3 separate regions of the Mus musculus genome follow, and all the other regions are linked to region 1. The links are chromatin contacts, called in public HiChIP or PLAC-seq maps. All regions are on one chromosome and are shown on one strand. The core of a region is the stretch at or near the end of the contact, and the rest is flanking DNA. Distances in the headings are between cores, read along the strand shown. Region 1 overlaps Zfp592 (zinc finger protein 592). Region 2 has its middle 14 kb from the start of Zscan2. Region 3 overlaps Slc28a1 (solute carrier family 28 (sodium-coupled nucleoside transporter), member 1).

Evidence for each region. HiChIP or PLAC-seq counts read pairs in DNA pulled down with a chosen protein or histone mark.
Region 2: a contact with region 1 is called in an H3K27ac HiChIP or PLAC-seq map of embryonic stem cells, with 9 read pairs. The contact joins two enhancer-like sites. A contact is called at or near these places in 1 of 15 datasets of contacts at CTCF or cohesin (the NIH/3T3 cell line), 4 of 484 Hi-C or Micro-C datasets (LSK cells, bone marrow-derived dendritic cells, cerebellum and 1 more), 2 of 115 datasets of contacts at active chromatin or transcription factors (bone marrow-derived macrophages and embryonic stem cells) and 3 of 9 other capture datasets (adipose tissue, liver and pancreatic islet).
Region 3: a contact with region 1 is called in an H3K27ac HiChIP or PLAC-seq map of embryonic stem cells, with 13 read pairs. The contact joins two enhancer-like sites. A contact is called at or near these places in 1 of 15 datasets of contacts at CTCF or cohesin (CD8 T cells), 6 of 484 Hi-C or Micro-C datasets (CD4 T cells, bone marrow-derived macrophages, cerebellum and 2 more), 10 of 115 datasets of contacts at active chromatin or transcription factors (embryonic stem cells, epiblast stem cells, large pre-B cells and 1 more) and 4 of 9 other capture datasets (adipose tissue, embryonic stem cells, liver and 1 more).

The regions. Positions count from the first base shown.
Region 1 is chr7:81,018,713-81,021,931 of GRCm38.p6, reverse strand. All of the region lies in intron 2 of Zfp592 (zinc finger protein 592), which reads right to left. Among named protein-coding and RNA genes, the nearest start is that of Zfp592, 27 kb to the right of the region's middle. Within about 2 kb of position 1,726, at least 7 of the 459 cell types and tissues checked have an H3K27ac peak or open chromatin away from gene starts, as enhancers often do. A contact at or near this core is called in embryonic stem cells, where this site is marked.
Region 2 is chr7:80,845,417-80,848,635 of GRCm38.p6, reverse strand. No RefSeq gene overlaps it. Among named protein-coding and RNA genes, the nearest start is that of Zscan2, 14 kb to the left of the region's middle. Within about 2 kb of position 1,720, at least 50 of the 459 cell types and tissues checked have an H3K27ac peak or open chromatin away from gene starts, as enhancers often do. A contact at or near this core is called in embryonic stem cells, where this site is marked.
Region 3 is chr7:81,150,962-81,154,180 of GRCm38.p6, reverse strand. Slc28a1 (solute carrier family 28 (sodium-coupled nucleoside transporter), member 1) reads right to left here. Exons shown (of 18, transcript NM_001004184.3): 11 at 656-781. Among named protein-coding and RNA genes, the nearest start is that of Slc28a1, 38 kb to the right of the region's middle. Within about 2 kb of position 1,645, at least 17 of the 459 cell types and tissues checked have an H3K27ac peak or open chromatin away from gene starts, as enhancers often do. A contact at or near this core is called in embryonic stem cells, where this site is marked.

The sequences.
Region 1 (3,219 bases), core at 477-2,976:
AAAAGTATCATCACATGATAACAATATATTATAACATTAAGTATTTGTTGAAGCTATCATTGAAAAGAAAACTGTTTAGGGTAATGAAATTACTAACAAGTTATTTTAGTTAGTGAACATCTGCTGCACTAATAAGTTCCTTCTATAAAATTTAAAAAGAAGAGAAAAAGAAGAGAGGGACTAGAACCACAAGGGAGGCAGGCAGCATGATCTGTTACCAGGCCCTGATATCAACAGGTTTGCAGGTTTGCTTTTTCACATCACAACCACCCACACTCCAAACCTCCACAAAGCATATCTCCCTGCCTAGGAGTTCTCATGGAAATGAAGAAAGTATATTCCCTACCCTTGGGAAGATATCCAGTTATGGATAAATAAAATAGCAATTATTTAATCAGGGTCAGCAGACTGCCTCACTGGAATGAGATTAAAGTTTTCAATTGAACAGATATTTGTCTCCTGGACTAGGTGCTGGAGTCCTTAAACAACAGGCAGATCCCAGCATCCGACTGCCAAGCGAACTGATGTGCAGGGCAGCATAACTACGAAGAAATGCTTTGGGACCTTTGCTTCAGACGCTTCCTCCCTCCATTTCTTCCTGCCTTTCAATGCCTAAGGGGAGAAAGCTGAAGAAAGGTGGGACCGATTGGTCCTGCAGTGCTGGGGAAAAGCACACAATGGTCGGGAGTAAACCATTTGCTGGAGCCCAGTGTCCTTCAGAAAAGGACAAGGGTTTGATGAAGAGTTATTACATCAGAGTAAGTAATATTCTCTATAACTTTAATTTTTTAATGGCAATTTTTTGTGGTTTTATTTATTTATTTATTTATTTATTTATTTATTTATTTATTGGTTGTTTTGTTTTGTTTTGTTTTTCAAGACAGGGTTTCTCTGTGTAGCCCTGGCTGTCCTGGAACTCACTCTGTAGACCAGGCTGACCTTGAACTCAGAAATCCACCTGCTTCTGCCTCCCAAGTGCTGGGATTAAAGGTGTGTGCCACCACGCCCGACTTTAATGACTATTTTTAATGATGGTTTTGAAACACTAACTTTTAGTCCACCACCCACTAAAGGTAGTGGAAAAGAAAGGATACAGGAAAGGTAGACCTGTTTAGAAATGGTTCTTTGAAACAACTCCAGTCTGTGTTGTCTGAAAATTGGCAGTTTAGTTCACAGGTTAGCAGCAGCAGCTCGATCCACTCGTAAACACTTAACTGAAATATTAGCAGTCCAGTTTGGTAGAGTGGGGTTAGCACCAACGGTGGCAAGACCTAGCAGGAATAGCCAGGCCTCAGCCTCGGCTAGAGTCAGCAGGAGGGACCAGCGCCAATAAGAACGCCAGGAAAGTTCTCTGCTCTGCCTCCCTTCACTGAGGGAGCACAGATCAGTGAAGACGTGAGAGCGACAAGCGTCCGCTACCTAAGTAAGCCAGGATCCGCCCCCCATGTTTGTCCTTTTCATATTCCCCCTTGTCTCAGCATGTGACTTGTTTCGGCTGACTTCACTCTGCCAATCAACCCGAGTCCAAGGAAGTAGTAAGAAACTGTAGCACACCACCAAAGGTTTTTTGGTATGTTTTTACAAACATAGTTCAACTATGTAATGTAAGGTAGAACAATATGTGCCTGTTGATAGCAAAGAATCTTTCATCATATGTCCTTCTGCATGCTTGTTTTAGTAAAACATCATTTTACCTGTCTGTGTTAGTGAAACATTCTTTCACAAGTGTCTTAGCCTTTCATCTGAGTCCATTCTAACTAAACATTTCTTCACATGTTTGCCCCAGCAAACACCATCCAACACAAATGACTTTCTAAAAAACCCTTAAGTTTCCGCTTCAGTTCTCCCACAGGAATTCGTCATGGGTTTGCAGAAAATGATCAGACATAAAATATATTTGCTAGAAGTCAGTTAGCTAGTACAGGAGTGCTAGTGTGTACCTACAGTCTCACCTCTCGGGAAGGCTGAGGTAGGAGATTAAGAGAAGGCTAGCCTGAGCTATAGCAAGACTTCATCTCAAAAAATAACAAAACTGCGGGCATGGTGGCGCATGCCTTTAATCCCAGCACCTGGAGGCAGAGGCAGGTAGATTTCTGAGTTCGAGGCCAGCCTGGTCTACAAAGTGAGTTCCAGGACAGCCAGGGCCACACAGAGAAACCCTGTCTCAGAAAAAACAAAACAAAGATAGGTGTGGTGGGTGGGTGGAAGCTGGAGGGTCAGGAGGTCAAGGCCAGTTGCAGTTATGTCTGAGGTCAGCCTGAGCGCTACAGGAGAGCTTGCTTCACAGTTCTCTTTCTTAGCAGGGCAGTGGTGTCGCACTTTAATCCCAGAATTCTAGAAGCAGAGACAGATCTTAAGTCAAACCCAGCATGGTCTATCTACAGAGTGAGTTCTGGGACAGCCAAGACTACACAGAGAAACCATGTCTCAATAAATAAATAAATAAATAAATAAATAAATAAAGTAATACTCCCAAGTGTTACAGAGTTTTGGTAAAAATCATATATAAGTAATAATTTATGTGACCTGTTAGAAGAGCAATTTAACAATACATAAGCAAAAACTACAATTACAACTTCCTCTAGGATCTACTAGTTTTTCTAGGAACTTTTACCAAATACTTTAGTAAGGAATAAAAAACATCTTAATTTTGAATGGATTCTCACCAAGTGTAACTGACCAATTAGAATTCTTTAAAAGATAAAAATAATATATAATTTTATACGACTATAGCAAAATTAGAAGGTAGAATTTCTTGCCTTTAGCAAAATCCTACATTAAAACATAGCAACTGAACACCATAGGATCTGAGTGAATATACACCATATGGATACATACATGTCCATTTGTGCACATGGATGTGACTGTCATTTCTAGATAACTACAAAAAAAATAAAAAGATGTTAACTCACTGACCAATTCTAGTATCAAGTTTAATGCTTTCATAAGTTCCCTAAAATGATGGATCTCAACCCATGGGATTATCTGCTATGCTTTGGATCTTAAATATCTCCCAAGGATTGGCATTTTGAAAGCTTGGTTAGCAACCATGGCTGTACTGAACGGTGATGACGCTTAGGAGAAGGAAGTCAGACTAGAGGCACTTTTGAAGGGGATATTTCATTCCTAGCCCATTTTTGTTTCACAGAGGCCATGAGATCAGTTACTCTACCACAAGTTTCCTCAATCAAGTTATGTTGCTTTGTCTCAGGCCCAAAG
Region 2 (3,219 bases), core at 471-2,970, 170 kb after region 1:
CAGTCTACTTGGCAAACCCTGCCCTCTACCCTGAACTTTCTAGCCCAGAGGTTGGGCTTCCCCTCCCCCAGAGGTTCTTTCCTATATAATCCAGACATTTTGGTCCCTGTTTCTCTCTTCTCTCCCTTCTCTGCATTTTCCCTCTCCCTGCATGTGTGTGCTCTTTCTCCTTTCTCCTTCTCAGTCTCTTCCTCCTCTCCTCTGTCTCCCACCCCAAGACCTCCTTCCTCGGGACCAGTGAACTTGCCTGAGAGAGGCTTCCCCAAAAGCCTGCCATTACTTACTCTAATCTGGATTGAATTGGCTCATTTCACCAGCAGAGAAATAACTTAGCCTGAGTGTGTGTGTGTGTGTGTGTGTGTGTGTGTGTGTAGGCCAGAGATAGAAGTCAGATGCCTTTCTCAATTGCTTTTCGTTTTAAAATTTTTGATCTGAGTCTCTTACTAAACCTGGAGCTTGCCAATTTGGCTAAAGGCTTGCCAGCAAGCAAGTCCCAAGTACCTCCTCTGTCTACCTCCTCAGCACTGGAATCAAATGTCTGCTGCACCCAGATATTTATTTTGTTTTGTTTGTTTTCTGAGACAGGTTTCTCTGTGTAGCCTTGACCTGCAACTCGCTCACTCTGCTCTATAGACTAGGCTGGCTTTGAACTCAGAGATCTGCCTGTCTCTACCTCTCAAGAGCTGGGATTAAAGTTGTGCACCACTATTGCCTATCTGCACCCAGGTTTTAAGTAGGTATTGGTAACCAAACTCAAGTGCTCAGTATAAAGCAAAAACCAGCACTGTGCTTTGGAGTTATGAGCCTTAGCATTGCACTGTGTTTGCTCTGTATTCATAAGCACATCTCTCGTCTACTTGGAATTCATTTTCATCCTGAGCATAAACACCATCAGAAGCTGAGATGAAGCAGGGCAGTGGTGGCACACGCCTGTAATCCCAGCACTTGGGAGGCAGATCCAGGCAGATTTCTGAGTTGGAGGCCAGCCTGGTCTACAGAGTGAGTTCCAGGACAGCCAGGACTGCACAGAGAAACCCTGTCTCGAAAAAGCAAAAAAAGAAGGAGGAGGAGGAGGAGGAGGAGGAGGAGGAGGAGAAGGAGGAGAAGGAGAAGAAGAAGAAGAAGAAGAAGAAGAAGAAGAAGAAGAAGAAGAAGAAGAAGAAGAAGAAGAAGAAGCAGCAGCAGCAGCAGCTGCTGCTGCTGCTAAGACGGGAGAAGTTGGTGTTTCAGGCCAGCTTTGGGTGCCTTGTGAGACCCTGTCCCCTGATAGAATAAAGTGAACAGCTAGAATCACGAGCAGACAGCTTAGTCAGTACAAATTCTTGCTATCAAGCAGGAGGACCTGAGTTGAGACCCAGCACCCATGTAAAAACTAGATATGGTCTATGCCTGCCTCCCCAACATTGAGGCGGGACAGAAAGAGCCCTGGGGTCTGCTGCCCAGTCTAGCCAGTTGGTGAGGTCCAGGTTCTGGGAGAGACCCTGTCTCTAAAAGTAGGGTGGGGAGCAGTAGAGGATGACATCTGACAGTGACCTCTGACCTTGGCCTCATCTGTGAGTGAGTGCATAGGCAAGTGTATCTGGATACACAAAAAAGAGAGAGAGTCGGGAACGTTTGTAGAGAGAATCGCTTAAAAGCACCACCTGCCAATAAAAAGCCAATGGCCAATGATCTGAGGCAGGAAATAAGAGGCGGGACATTGGCAGGAAGGCAGAGGATTCTGGGAAATAGTAAGAGAAAAGAGAGCCATGGGGGAATAAGAGGAGATGGGAAACAGACTGAGGAGACAGGGGTAAACCAGCAGGTGGAGGAACTCTGAGAGACTCTGAGGAGACAAGAAGGAAGGAGCCAGTGAGTACCGAATCACTAACCAAGTGATAGACATAGAATAGATTAAATGGTTAAATAAGGTAAGAACTAGTCAGAGAGTGAGCCAAAGCTTATGGCCTAGGCATTTAATAATAACTAAGTCGTCTCAGAGTCATCACTCTGAGAGCCGAGACTGGGAAAGGAAAACTTGGAATTTAAAAATTATTTCTACACTCACTTGTAAGTTTCCAGGTAAACAATGCACAGACTGTCTGCTTCTATGATGACCACCCTCCCTTCGCCCTTAGCTTCCTTTGGAGGAGCCAGTGTGAAGCCAGAGTAAGTCCTGTGCTCGGGCGCTAAGTTCCAAATTAAAGATTGAAATGTTTGCGGAGGAAATTGTGCAGTGCCGCGGAAGCTCTTAAGCACACATCAGGACTTCAGGCAGATCTCAGAGAGGAAGAGGCAAGAAATGAATCTGCAGAGTAGCCCGAGGCTCGGATCCCTGCTTACAACCATTGCAAGTTCCTCAGTCTCCTCCTCACTCCCCGGGCCAGCCAGCTGGGAGGAAAGGGACAGGCCTGGAACGAGGTGGAGCCGGTCACACCTTTTTGTCTGAGCAGACAGAGCACATCGAACAGCCTGGAAGCTGAAGGAGGAGATGTGGGGAATTCCCTGCTTGGAGAAAGAAACCCGCGGATTAGACAGTGATTTGGGGAGACCCCGCCTACTAAGGAGGAACCAGGATGAGGAACAAACCTCGGAGTCCAGACTGCTGGGGAGGAGTAGAAAGAACACAGAAGTGGTGGGGACAAGCAGTGCTCCCTCCTGGGCCCCGGGAGGACACAGAGCCGGAGTAAGGATGGAGCGGGACTGAGATGGAAGCGTTTTCTGATGTGATTGTCCTGTGGAGGCATAAATCATAGAGTTGAGGAAGTGAAGGGCCCATGGGTGGCAGAAACATCACAAACAAGTACACCGAAGTCGCCATGGGAGAGGGCAAGACAGGCACCCGGCAGTCAGGGTCCAGAACCATCAGAGAAAGGGCAGAGTAAGTCAGGAGCACATGTCTCTAGTTCCACCTACCTAAAGGCCACCCAAGAGTTTGAGGGCAATATACTGAGGGGGGTGGGGAGAGAGAAGAAAGCAGAGGGAGGGAGCTGCAGAGTGGCCTAGCTAGAGTAGAGGTTCTCAGCTAAGGCCTAGCTAAGGCCTAGCTGTGACCCTTTGTGCAGAATGCTGGGACAGCCTCGGAAAGTGGCCTCAGGTGAATGACACCAGTGTGCTGGTTTGAATAGGAATGTGTAGCTTTAATTTTTTTCAAATCCTTTTTTTTTTTTTTTTTTTTTTTTTTTTTTTTTTTTTTGGTTTTCTTTATAGCCCTGGCTATCCTGGAACTCACTCTGTAGA
Region 3 (3,219 bases), core at 396-2,895, 130 kb before region 1:
ACACACAAGTAAATTTTTTCTCTGCCTATGTGAATTTAGGGTCCAATTTGTAATACTGGATTGGCCCATGAGAGGATTATGATATACATCATTTAGGAGGGCAGATCCCCAGGGAAAGCCTATGGAAAACTGAGCATGAAATTTGGAGTCAGATCTGGGTTCAGATCCTGGCTTTAACCATTAATTTATTCTCTGAGCCTCAATTTGCTTATCTATAAAACGGGGATATTAAAGCACCCAGCATAGTGCCTGATACATAATATGAGCTTAGTAAATGGAATTCTGGGAATCTGACCCAGGGGCCATTTGAAAAGTGTAGCCAGCTCTCTTTAAGCTCTGACATTTCTTAGCCCTCCTTTTCTCTCTCCCTTCCCCCTCTCTTCAAGTGGCCATGGCCAGCCTCTCTCTCCTTCTACCTTCTCCCCCCCCCCCCCGCCTTTCTACAATAAAACTCTAAAACCATTAAAAAAAAAAAAAAAAAAAAAAAAGGTCTAACCAAGTAGTTTAGCCCAGCAAGCCTGCCTTGCTCAGGCAAAGCTGGGCTTTGAGACAGAGAGGGGACATCCCATGACTGCTGTGATTAGGAGCTTGTGGGGCTTCCAGAAAGGCAGTTTCAGGGCTTTGGCATAGCCCAGCAGAGAAAAGTTCTACCTACCCCAAAGGAGATGTAGGCGCCCAGGAGGCTGCCAGCAATAGTAGCATAGCCTCCAGTCATGACAACGTGAACTTCAGAGAGTGTCATATCTGCCAGATAGGGCCGGATCAGCAGTGGAGCTTCAGTCTACAAAGAGTCAGAAGGCAAGCAGTGAGCTGCCGCGGTGGCGGCTGGGTGATGGTCACAGGTTTTTTGTTTGTTTGTTTTGTTTTGTTTTGTTTTGTTTTGTTTTGAGACAGGTCATGGTTCTTGATGAAGAATCTCAGAGGAGACAGAGGGTGGGTTTCTAGTCAGCTGAGCCTCTCTGGGCCCCATTGTCCTCCCTCCTCTGTGATAGGACCTGCATACCACCACCCTACCCTACCCGTGTGTGTTGACACTTACCGTGCTCCTCACACCCAGGCACCTCCCCCTCTGTGCTTACAACCTAAGACAGAAAGGACTCTTATTTTCCAGGGAAGCAAACAGAGGCCTGGGAAGGGATGCAAGCCCGATCTGCACAAAGGGGCTGAGCCTTCACTGGGCATTTGCTTTGGGGCTTGTGTAGAAGTCTGGGCTACTCTTTATCTAATCCAGCTATGGAGCCCTAGCATTCTTGGTACTGCTTTGCAGGACGGGGAGATGGGCGTATGATGGTTAATCTTCATGTTCAACGTGACTGGGCTTAGAATCATGGTGGAAATACGCTCCATAGTGCATCTGTAAGGGTGTGGTCAGAGAGGTGTAACTGAGGAAGGACGACCCACCCACCCTGAATGTGGATACACTATCTCGTAGGCTGGGGCTCCAGAATGAACATAAAGTAGAACGTTATAGGGGATGTGGAAATCAACCTTGTGAGGGAAAAAGTGGGATAGAGAGCGAGGTGCCTCAGGCTCCTGAGACTCCTCAGAAAGTCCTGATCTGCTGTAGTCAGCATTAGACATAAGATGGCTCGTAGAACACCGGTGAACCAACAAAAAGGAACCGCGGCCAGGGGTTGGCTGCTTCCCCTAACTCCTCCCACTTCTTCTGAGTAACCTCATCAGACGGGACTTTCATTGGAGCCCAGTGACAGTGTGGTGAGAGATGATTGGCCAAGGATTTAGGGGCTTGGGATTGGCTCAAACATTGTATCTAAGCCTATGTGCTGGGTAATAATCTCGGATCTGTGCCCTGATGCTGGTCTCCAGAGTCTAACTGCCTGAGCTGGGTTCGGTCACATAACTCTGTCGCCGCTCATCCCCCTCCCATCCTCAGTCCTACACCCACAGACAAGTAAGCTGAGCACCCATATTTTCCGCACACCCCTTCCTACATTGTGACCAGCTGCCTCACACACACCGCCAGGCCCTCTCTGCCATGATAGCCTGTACCTCTACACTGTGGGTCCACAGGCATCTCCTTCCTTCCTTAAGTTGTTTCTGTAGGGTGCTTTATCACAGAGAAAAGAAAAGCAACCAATACCTGGAAGCCACAAGAACGCCTTCCTGGGAGCAGGAAGTGTGTGTGGAGGTATAGATACGCTGTGATTTTAGAGGGTGATAGAATCTATGAAGATAGGTGAGAAAAACAAGCCTCATGGTCAGGGAATATCAGCACCGGTCTCTTTGAGGGTGTGGCACTGGGTTAATGTTAACTGAGACCGGAAGGAGTCAACTACACAGACTGATGATGGCTCAGCCGCCCAGAAAGACCAGAGGCCCTGAGACAGGAGTAAGCTTGACCTGAAAGATCCTGACATAAAGTAGAAACTCATGTAAGCCCCCGACTTGTGTCCTAAATGGACATCACTATTGGCACAAAGTAAAAGTTTAACTTGCTCCATTGTTTCAGGAAATGTTTGTACAGAGTGCTCGGACCATTCCTTAAATCCGCTATGCTTGCCAACCGCTATAGCCCACTGCCAGACGTTTGCGGTTTGGTTGCTGGGCTGAATTTGGAAAATTTCCCCCAAAACTTTAGATTGAGCCAATCCTGAGTTGCCCCATATACCAGCCGTTAGCCAATAGAGTTGCATCACCCCTGCGCCATTTTGCTCACAGCTGCGCCTGCACATGATTCCTTCCTTGTACCCCTCCCGTACCCATTCCTTGTAAATCTCAGATCAGGAAATCGAAACTTACCTGATTGGTTGCTCAGGGGCATGTGATCTGGAAGTCCCCTCCCTTCCCCTTCTCCTTTTCCCCCTTGAGGGCCCATAAAAGGAGGGTCCCATTTCCCTTCCGGTTGACTTCTCTATCCCTGCGTGGGATACGAGTTGTCCCCAGAGCTCTGGCTTTCCTGAATAAAGCCTCATGTGATTTGCATCAAGCTTGGTCTCTCCTGAGTTCTTGGGAGTCCGCAGTTGTCCCGAGCCTTGAGTGAGGGTCTCCCTTGGGGGAGACGCAGTTCTTGTCCGACAACAACGCGCTGGAAATCTAGAGCCTCATTGCAAGGGTCCCTACATCGTGCTGCTAACCACCCCCACCGCTGATAAAGTAGAAGGCATCTCTGCATGGATCCACGCCTCCCACGTGAAGCGAGCTCCTGAGCAACCCCAAGATGATTGGGAATTGGAAAAGACTGCTGATCCTCTTAAACTG